2 separate regions of the Cricetulus griseus genome follow, and region 2 is linked to region 1. Evidence: chromatin contacts called from public Hi-C data. All regions are on one chromosome and are shown on one strand. Each heading gives the region's core, a stretch centred on a gene start, on an enhancer-like site or on the middle of the called end of the contact. The rest is flanking DNA. Distances are from core to core; before and after follow the strand shown. Region 1 has its middle 39 kb from the start of Heatr6. Region 2 holds the start of Ddx52 (probable ATP-dependent RNA helicase DDX52).

Evidence for each region. Hi-C and Micro-C count contacts between places; a contact is called where the count stands out from the background.
Region 2: a Hi-C map of the CHK-Q cell line shows a contact between it and region 1, with 5 times the contacts expected there. The contact joins the promoter of Ddx52 here to the enhancer-like site in region 1. A contact is called at or near these places in 2 of 8 Hi-C or Micro-C datasets (the CHK-Q cell line and the CHL-YN cell line).

Annotation. Positions count from the first base shown.
Region 1 is chr7:97,034,346-97,039,578 of CriGri-PICRH-1.0, reverse strand. No RefSeq gene overlaps it. Among named protein-coding and RNA genes, the nearest start is that of Heatr6, 39 kb to the right of the region's middle. Within about 2 kb of position 3,793, at least 1 of the 6 cell types and tissues checked has open chromatin away from gene starts, as enhancers often do.
Region 2 is chr7:97,185,887-97,191,014 of CriGri-PICRH-1.0, reverse strand. It overlaps Ddx52 (probable ATP-dependent RNA helicase DDX52), which reads right to left and starts at 1,827. Exons shown (of 15, transcript XM_027426439.2): 1 at 1,675-1,827; 2 at 392-590. The coding sequence starts at 1,761.

The DNA of each region.
Region 1 (5,233 bases), core at 2,544-5,043:
GTGTGTGTGTGTTGTGTGTGTGTGTGTATGTGTGTGTTTGTGTGATTGTAGCATGTTCTATTTCCTTAACACTGTAGTCCAAGCATACTCCACATTATTTTCTTAAGTTTGTTTGTTTATTTTGAGACAGGGTCTTTCTATGTATCCCTGATTGTCCTGGAATTTACTGTGTAGCCCAGGCTGGCCTGGGATTCACTCACTATATAGCCTAAGCTGCTCTTGAATTCATAGAGGTCCTCCAGAATGCTGGGATTTAAGGCATGCACTACCATGCCTGGCAATTTAAAAGTTTTTTTTCCTGAATAGTTTTAGTATATTTAAAGTAGAGAACCTCATAACAAGCTTAACCTCAGCTGTTGGACTGTCTTTCAATTTCATCCATTTAAACATCATGAAGTCTTCATTTCTGGAAGATGCTGGAAGAAGTGTTTCTGGGTGGGAAGATTTAGTTTTAAGCACTGGGATGCATGCTGCAGGCTTTTCTCAGAAGTATGGGGCCTGAGGCCCCTCAGACCTGAAGGTCTGTGTACAGGTGGGGCTGGTGCTGAAAAATGGCTCAGACCCTGTGGCTTTGGCCAGTTCATTACCTTCACTATCTCCTGTTGGTACAAAACTAACCGTCCCCTTCCTAGAAGTCCTAGAGTGGATGTACTCACTGCTCATGTGCCTGAGTCTCCTATCACAGCTGGAAAGTGTATATGTCATCAGCCACACCCCGGGAAACTTTCCCTTCATGTAAAAGGGCCAAAAGAATCTTCTAGAAAAGAGCCTGCCATGACCCAAGATGCTTTGGTGTCAGCTGGGGGCCGGGCGAGGAAAAGCCTCCTGTTCCAGGGGGAAAGTTCAGAAAGAGCTCACACTAGCGGATGCCCGCTGAACACGTGTCAGGGGCTGGAGCTGTGCCAACCGCACCATGCTTAGTGGCGGATCAGTCCCCAAGCAGCTTCCCTGCCCTGTGTTACAGTGAGGACTAGTACTCAGGACACGAATTAGACATCTCAGAGAGAGACAGAGACACAGAGGTGAAACAGAGACACACAGAGAGACAGGGAGAGAAAGAGACAGGCAGGCAGGCAGGCAGGCAGACAGACAGACAGACAGACAGACAGACACACACACACACACACACACACACACACACACACACACACAGAGTTGCCTGGGAAAGATTGTGGGTATGATTCAGATTCACATGCTAGAAGGAGAGAGCCATCTCCTATGCGTTTGTCCTCCAACCTGCTTATGCATTCTGTGGCGTTTGCCCCCCACCCCCCAGACCAAGTAAAATTGATATTAACAAGCTCTATGATTTAAGAAATCGCCCCACCCCAAGTCCCTGTAATGTAATCTTCATCCAAGTTCCATCCAAGCAGCTGTGTCCTCTGTTCCATTTCCCAGCCCGGCTTCCACCTGCACAGCCTTCAATGCTAAGCATAAACCACACTTGGAACTTCAAGGAGCCAGCCTAGGGCATTGGCATTAGGGAGCATGCATGCCGACAGTGATCTGAAAATGTTACTCAGAAGTTTCCTCATCTGAGTCACGGAAGAGGAAGCGCACTCTTTGCCCTCACTGCTAAATTTTGTTTTCAGGACAACACCATGTTAGTGGAACTGCCTCACGTATAGAAGATACTCACAAAATGTCCCAGTAATCCATGAGCCTCCTTCCCAGATGACTGGGACTGACTCTCCCTTTTCTCTGGCCTCCCTTCCCCATCCTGTTGTCTTCTATGCTTGGGAGGTGGGGCCAAAAGCTCTTACGGCACCTTCTCCAGCACCTTGCACACAATCCTTGTTCAAGAAATTAAGCTTAACCAAACCTTTGCCGTTTCCCCTTTTTCCTGTGATACTCATGCTGACTCTGTCTCACTGCTCCAGAGACATCTTGTTCTACAGTTCTCGTGGCCACCTCAAATCCAGCCTTTTGAACCAGAGCTCTCTGGGCCCATGGCCCATATAACCTAGAGGAAGGATTCTTGACTGTGGGTGTCTTAGCCATCCAGAGGACATCTGGCAAAGTGTGGGACAACTTTGGGTTGTCACAGCAGGGGTAGGGGTTCTTATCTGCATCTGGTAGGTAAGAGGTCTGAGCAGTTGCCAAGCATCCCCCAGTGCCTCACAAGGAACTAACCTGTCCCAGGTGTCAACAGTGCTGTGGCTGAAAACCTCAACTTAGAGGGCCTTCCATGGGGAGGGGTTTCTTCATGGCAAAGTTCTGCTCACAGCCCATGGCTCCTACATTCCTCCTCTTCACGGTGGGGGACAAGGCCAGGAGGGTCCCACACCCCAGTTGTCAAGGTCATCCTCTCCTTGGTCCTCCTCCCCATCTGCTCTTCTGCTCATCTGTCTGCTGTCCCCCTAACATGCCCCATGCCGTCACCTGCCTGTACCACTCTTGGGTACCCCCAAGTTCACCTCCTGCCCGTCTCTGCTCAAAGGTCACCTTTCCAGGGAGGCCTTCCCTGACACTTAGCCGAGCTACGGTCTGCCCAGAGCTTTCCACCCTGCCTCCAACTGTTTTTCCATGGCTCTGGTCCCGGGACCCCAGTTCATTGATTATGTTATTTTATTGTCTTGCTGAAGAGGGACATCTACAGGGAAGGATTTTTTTTTTTTCTGTCTTGTTCCCCGATATTTTCTCCTGCCTGGTTCTCACAATATATTTGCTAAATTCTTCCACTATCTTCTCCAGTGAATTAATGAATGAAATCATACTGTTCCCAAGCTGTTCCTTTGATAATGTTTCTTTATGAAATCGTGGTGGTCTGACACCTAAGTGTCACGAGTACAGTTACCCTCAGAGTCCAGAAGAGGGCACTGGATCCCCTGGAGCTGGAGTGACAGGTGGCTTTGAGCCCCTGTACATGGGTGCTGGGAACCCAATTCAGGTACTTTCCCCTTTCATCCCCAACACCTGTTTCCCCTAGGCTCAGGCAACCGATTATCTGTTCCGCCTGTGGGGTTTGCCAAATTCTGGACTTCTCATGTAAATGAAAACCTACAATGTAATGCGACTGGCTTCTTTGACTTAGCATAGCATTTCAAGGCTCACCCATGATGTGGACTATGTTAGTATTTTGCCTTTTCTACAGCCTAATAATATTCCATTGAGTAGCCACGCACCATGTCGTTCTACAATCATCAGCTGGCCAGCTGTTTCTAGCTTGGGGCTACCCCACATGATGCTGCTGTGGGCAGGTCTGTACTTGCTCACATCCTTGTTTCTTGGGGGTGTCATCTGGAGTTGCTAAGTCACATGGTGACTGTGTGGAAACTTTGGGGGTACTACCAGCTACACTTTCTTCCTAGCTTTAGGAATCCACATCCAGCCAGGGGCTGGGCTTCTACGGTCCATGTTGCCTTTGGCTCTACCTAACCTCTTCTGTAGTTCCCACCTGGGAGATTCCTCTATAACCGACACCTCAGTCACGAGGGAGGGAGTTTCAATATCCCAGGGCCCCGGCCACACCTGCAGCAGGTGAAAGCCACTCCCTTCAGGTGGGACCAGCAAGGGAGCTTCCTCACACTTGAGTGACTAAAGTGCAGCCTCAGGTAGGAGCCCTCCCCTCCTCTCTTCTGTCTATGCTCCACTGCTACCTGGGTGTTTCCTAAAACTAATCCGTCCAAGGTACTTCCAGAAAGCCTCCTCAACACCGCCATGACCTCTTCCACCCTCTCCCAGGTGGAGCGCCACACACTAACCCAGCAGAGCCCATCTGCTAGGTCACACCTCCCTGCCTTGGGGTAGGCCACTCCCTCCTCCTTCCCTTCCACCCCCAAGCAGGAAGAACTGCCTGACTGGCTCTCCTCCTCAGTCCTGTGCTGGCCTCTGTCCAGCCCTCACCGCCCTCACCTGGGAGTGCCTCTTGCCTTGAACTGGCTTAACATTCACCTTTGAATCTGAGAAAGCATGCATCTGTCTGGTTTTACGTCGGTTTCTCTGGCTGTGAGTTTGGGGGAAGTGACAAATGAAAGAAAGGTTAAAGAAGGTGGAGTGTCTGCTGCTTAGGTAGGAGAGGGGCCATCAAGGCAATCCTGCCAGCTGCCCCAAGTCCCGATGATTTTATCAGGGTGGGGCAGACACTCCCTTGGCTGGGAGTTCCACATATTTCAATGCCACAAGGACACCCGCCTGCATTTTCCTGGGCTCAGGTGTGTGGCTGGTATGTGTCACTGCTCTAGCTATGAGTACAAGTGCCAAGCAAGTGCTGCAGAGGCAGGATAGGACAGTTCTTGAAGTTCAAGGCTAAAGCCTCAACCTGAAAACACAGGCCACAAATCTACATTCAAAGGGCTAGAGATGAGTGGAAGGCTCCTTGGCCCTCCTTCACCTTCAATCTCTAAGCTTGAAAAGGCAATGCCCTCCTCTTGCCAAAGGAGAGATGGCACAGGAGTTAGGAGCACTGGCTGCTCTTCCAGAGGACCCAGGTTCAATTCCCAGCACCCACATGGCAGCTCACAACTGTCTGTAACTCCAGGTCCAGGAGATCCAATGCCCTTTTCTGGCCACTGCATGCACTGTACACATGTACAGTCACACAGCGGGCAAAACACCCATACACATAGTGTGTGTGTGTGTGTGTGTGTGTGTGTGTGTGTGTGTGTGTGTGTCCCTCAAGGTTTGTTTTGTGGTGAAAGAAGCTGGGGAGACAGGGATGGCCCAGGAGGCTGCACTCAACTTCACTGGCTTTATTTCAACACTAACCTTTACAATAGCTTTTTATCTCAGGTCCCGAGGATTCAGAAAAGCCGTGTTTGGGAAGACTGTAGCCAGATGTGGTAAAAACAAAAATAAAAGCCCAAGCTTGGAAATGGTATTCTTTATATGTCTAATCCCCTCATATCTGGGTTTCACACATGTGTGGTAGCAGAGTTTTGTATGAGATCTGAATTCTATTCTTCCTGTCCCCTTGGTGAGCCTGGTCATGGGGGCCGCCATTTTCCTCCTCTGAGGCCTCAGGGTTCATCTGTACAGGGGATGTTTGATACCTTTCCAATTTACTCAACAGACTCATGCCAGAACCTGTTAGTGCCTGGCTGGGCTGGCCATGCAATAAAAGCCACCAAGACATGAAGTGACCTTATATCCAGCAGGGAGACAACAGATGAATAAACACACCAGGGTAGTAAAGGATGCTCTTAAAGATGGGAACTGGGGGTGGCAAGGAGAGTAAGTTTCCCCCTCAGTTGGGAAGGGTGACTTTGTAAGCCAACACTGACTGTTCAGTGAC
Region 2 (5,128 bases), core at 578-3,077, 150 kb before region 1:
TGGGTTCTGGGGATCAAACTCAGGTCACCAGGCTTCAGTGGCAATACCTTTATCTGTTGTCCCACCTGTAATCCCAGCACTTGGGAATCCTTGTCTCAAATCAAAAGCCCAGGCCTGACAAAGGTGTGGGAAGTCATTTTGTGGTATCTATTCAAAGGGAGTGTGCATACCCTTTCACAGAGTGTCTACACTTTGGGATTATTAGCCTATAGAGATAGCAACACCTGCACAAAAAGGGTATGCCTGAGTATCACTGTGGTAGCAATTAATAGCCAGTACCTAGATATAATCCAAATGCCATCAACAGAGGAATGGGTATGTGTTGTCTGATTTACCAGCTTGCACTATTTTGCAGCTGGAAAAAAAAATTAAACAGAAAGCCAACACTAACCTGAAATCATCTTCTTTCTTTTTTTCTTCTTGGGCTCCTTACTCCCTTCCAACAGGCCCCCTTCTGTTTTCTCCTCCTTTTGGAGCTCCTGGTGTGTTTGTAATGCTCCACACTCATCTGAGACAGACTTCTTGTTTCCGAAGAAGTCTAGCCCTTGCAGCACCTCCGAAGAATCAGGATTGCATTTCCTTTTTCCTACCTAAAACCCCCAAAATTTCAAATGAGATCTGCTGCCAGAATAGTGCTGTTTTCATCCAAACACGACTATCACTATGGAGGACAAGAATTCAGTAATTCATCATTTTAACCCTTTTAACCAGGAATCTGTTGTGTGTTTAGGCAAATGGGATGCAAACAAACACACCCCTCTCTGGCCTCCTTACACTGGCAGCAATGAATACTTACATTTTACTACATGTCAAGCATGTTTATTAGATACTAAATTACTTCATCCTCACACCAACAGTTTAACAATAGCACTGCAGTCAAGACGAAGAAACAGACATTGCCCCCCACAAAGGTTCTGTTCTCTTACGGTAAGGTTTATGATCGAAATGTTCACAAATGAGCCCCTGCTGACTTCCCTGCATGCTCACTACTTTTCTAAGACACGCCCCTCCCCGCATTTCAACATCACTCTTCTGGTTGGTTACTTAAAACGCCGCTGGTTGGAACGTTGAAAAGAACCATGTCCAGTAAATTCCAGCTATCTGCACACTTAAGTCAAACCTCGGTAGGCTACCGTGAAAAGACTGTTCTCCAAATTCCTTTCCTCTAGTTTCTGAGAAGAGGCCTTTGAAAGGATTCTAACTTTGAAAGTAAAGTAAGCCGGGCATTGGTGGCGCACGCCTTTAATCACAGTACTGGGAGGCAGAGGCAGGAGGATCTCTGTGAGTTCGAGGCCAGCCTGGTCTCCAGAGCGAGTGCCAGGATAGGCTCCAAAGCTACACAGAGAAACCCTGTCTCGAAAAAACAAAAAAACAAAAAGAAGAAGAAGAAGAAGAAGAAGAAGAAGAAGAAGAAGAAGAAGAAGAAGAAGAAGAAGAAGAAGAAGAAGTCGGGAAACAAAAGTGTCGGTGCCAGGCTTAACTGAGCCGACCGGGGCTCAGAAGACAGTGGTCCAGAAGTCTGGGGTCAAACTGAACCCTAAAGAAGGGGAATGCTGCCCCGGGGGCGGTCGGAGCCGGCTCCGGAATCCCGCGTGCCCGCTGCCCCGCAGCCAGCAATCACCCCACGGACCCCGCCCCTTCCCGGACACTCGGCTCCCCGTGTACAGTAAGCACCTGGAATCGAGCAGCGTCGGCCGAGAACCGCTTCACGTCGAACTTGGCGCCGGCTCCGAGCCGGCGAAACAGATCATAGGCATCCATCTTTACCCACAATGCCCCGCAGCCTCACAGCGCCTGTGTATACGACTTCCTCTCCGCGACTGCTTCCGGAGAGGCCGTAGGCGGAAGTAGCTCCAGGAGGCGGAGCCTGTGTGTGACAGGCGTGGTGTAGTTTGAGCTGTAGATTTCGTTCACAAAACAGACGCTTCTTGGGCGAGGGAGTGTTCTAGACTTGTATGGATAGTGTGGTGAACAACACGCCAAGATTCTGCACTTACTGTTACAGTCCAGCGGGGACGAGATACAGTTAATCAGCTACTGTAACTTAGGAAAATGAAAAGTGCTGTGAAGCATAGTTAAAGGTTTGATGGATAGAGAAGGGGTAGAGGCTACTTTTAGTTAGATTGGTCGGTTCAATCAAATGTTTGAACTGAGAAGGGGCTGCTTTTCCAAACACGAGAGCAGCATTCCAGATTAGGGGAAACCATTCTGAAGAAGGGAAACGGTCTGAGACATTGTTAGAACAGAAGCCAGGATCTGAGTTGCTCTCCAGTACCACACAAAAAAGGAAAGAGAAAAAGGAAAATAAAAGGGGGGATGAGGAAGGAAGTGGCTGGAGCTAAGTTTACAGGCTTACAGATGGAGGGGGCAAACAAACCTGAACTCAAAACAAGGGCATTGTGAAGTATTTGGATTTTGATGTAGACATGCTACAAAACTGAAAATGTTTATGGAAGGGGCAAGTATCTTAGTTTCATCCTCACTGTATTTGAAATACACAACTTTTTTTCCCCCTTTGTAGTGTTTCTCTCCTGGAGTGTAAGTCCACGAACATGAAGATCTACTTTGCTTTACTGTTGTATCCCTGGTTCTGTATGCTCTCAATAAATGTTTGATGAATGAATGTGTGAAAGTATCATACATAATTCCTCTAGTTATTTGAAGAAAAGACATACAATGAATAAGAGTGGAAATGGACACTAAAGTAGAAATGGTGTTGCCTTTGTCTGGGTTGATATCTATGCAAGTGTGGATAGATTTGGCATATAGTTTGGTGGTAGAGTTTAATGTACCTGGGATGAGGAAAAAGAATAAAAGATAACTAAGTACTAGGGTTTGGGCTGGGTTGATGGCATGCCATTTACTGAACTAAGAATAAAGGAAGAACAGCTTTTTTGGTTGGAGGCATAAAACATGGAATTGTTATGTTTTATAGATATGAAGATTTTTAGTTGATTAAGTGAAGCCATCCAAGTAGGTACCTGGACCTAAGAGTCTGAAGCTCAGGAATGAAGGTGAAGGCTGAAGAAGCAAAATTGGGAGCCATTAACATATAAATAGTACAGTACATATACTCAAGGTTCATATATCTATATCACATAGAGATAAATATATATCATGTATGTAATATATATGGCAGGACAGAGTGAAAAATAGGTTGTGGTGAGACTTTTACACTTAAGTAGAGTAGGTATGGAGTGAGCATGAGATGAGACTGGAAATTTTTTTCTCTGATTCCTTCTTATAGCTTACAGTGGGGATATCTTAATGTTTTAAGTATTTTTACTCCCAAAAAATAGTCCCCTCTCAAAGGAGGGGACTAGGGAGATGACTGAACAAACAAAGACGCTAACTCTGCAAACTTAATGATTCTACTTTGATCATGGGAACCCACGTAAAAGACCAGATAAAGCAGTGAAAAAGTTTGTAGCCTTTGGCTTAGTCAGGGCCAAAGTTTATCCAGGTAGATACAGTGGTGGTTATGGTTTCTCCCCCTCCAGTTATAGCCACTCGGTATTGATGGTTCACTAAAGAAATAACCTCTCAGGAGCTGAGAGGAAAGCTCTGTGGACGGCCTTGCTTACTAGGAAATGTTCAACATTGCACCAATGACTCAACTCCTGTCCATCCTTTCAGAGAATAGAGTTTCATTGCTCATTAAATTTGTGCTGTAGATCCATTGCTTTAAAAGCATGGGCTTGGAGTTCAGTCTGAATCTCACAGAGATCCATGTGCCTCTGCCTTCCGAGTGCTGGGGTCAGTAGTATGCACCACCATGCCTGGCCCATGTTCCTCTATTTTAGCTCTTTTCTTACTGCACTGCATTTTTATCTCCACATTTGTCCACGGTCTTTGCAGTTTCTGAAGCTGAGACCATGTGTTATGCCTCCTTTTAATACATTTGCTGAGCATGTAGTCTGCTTCACATTAAGATGTCAATAAGTGTGTGTGTGTGTGTGTGTGTGTGTGTGTGTGTGTGTGTTTTGCTCTGTGTGTGTTGTAGTGTGTCTGTGTGGTCTATGTCCAGGTTTGTGTGGATGTATGTATGCTTGCATGCATGCATGTGATTGCACATAATGTATGTGGCCAGAGACAGACATCACCTTTATTTTTATTAATTTTTTTAAAGATTTATTTATTTATTTATTTATTTATTTATTTACAATATTCTGACTCCATGTATGCCTACACAGCAGAAGAGGGCACCATATCTCATTACAGATGGTTGTGAGCCACCATGTGGTTGCTGGGAATTGAACTCAGGACCTCTGGAAAAGTAGTTAGTGTTCTTAACCTCTGAGCCATCTCTCCAGCCCTATTTTTATTAATTTTGTTAGATTAATTTTTGTGTGTGTATGCACATGCTACAGCACATGTGTGAAGGTTACAAAATAACTTGCAGGAGTTGATGTTTTCTTTCCACCTTGTAGACACCAGGAGTCAAACTCAGGACTTTAGACTTGGCAGCAACTACCTTTATTTGCTGAGCCACCCCTCTGACCCTCCACATCCTTTTTTAGATTTATTTTTTTTAATGTTTGAGTGTCTTGCTAGCATGTGTGGGCACCACATGTGTGCCTGGTTCCCCCGAGGTCAGAAGAAGGCACTGAATCCCCTGAAACTGGAGTTATACGTGGTTGTGAGCCAGTATGTGGCTATTGAGAACTGAACCTGGGTCCTCCATAAGAGCAGTAAGTGCTCTTAACTCCTAAGCCATCTTTCCAACCCCCACATTTATTTATTAAACAAGGCCTCTTGTTAAACCTGAAGCCCATCCAATTGGCTAGGCTTAATGTCCAATGAGCTTCTGGAATCCATCTGTCTCCAAAGCCATCTGCCACCTCTGCAGTGCTAGGGCTATGGGCACATGCCACTGTACCTGGCTTTGTGTGTGGGTTCTCTGATTCTGAACTCGGGTCCTCTTGCTTGCATGGCTAGTCACTTGCAAACTGAGCCACCTCCAGAGCCCAGTAAATCTTACTGAGCTAAGGAGATGGGATGAAACACACAAGGATCTCTATGAGCTTAGCAATGGACCTATTTCTCTAGATTGGTGCTTTGGATTAATACATTTTGGCAGTCTGAAGAATGAAGTCAAAAGGAAGCAGACTTACACCATTGCCTGCCT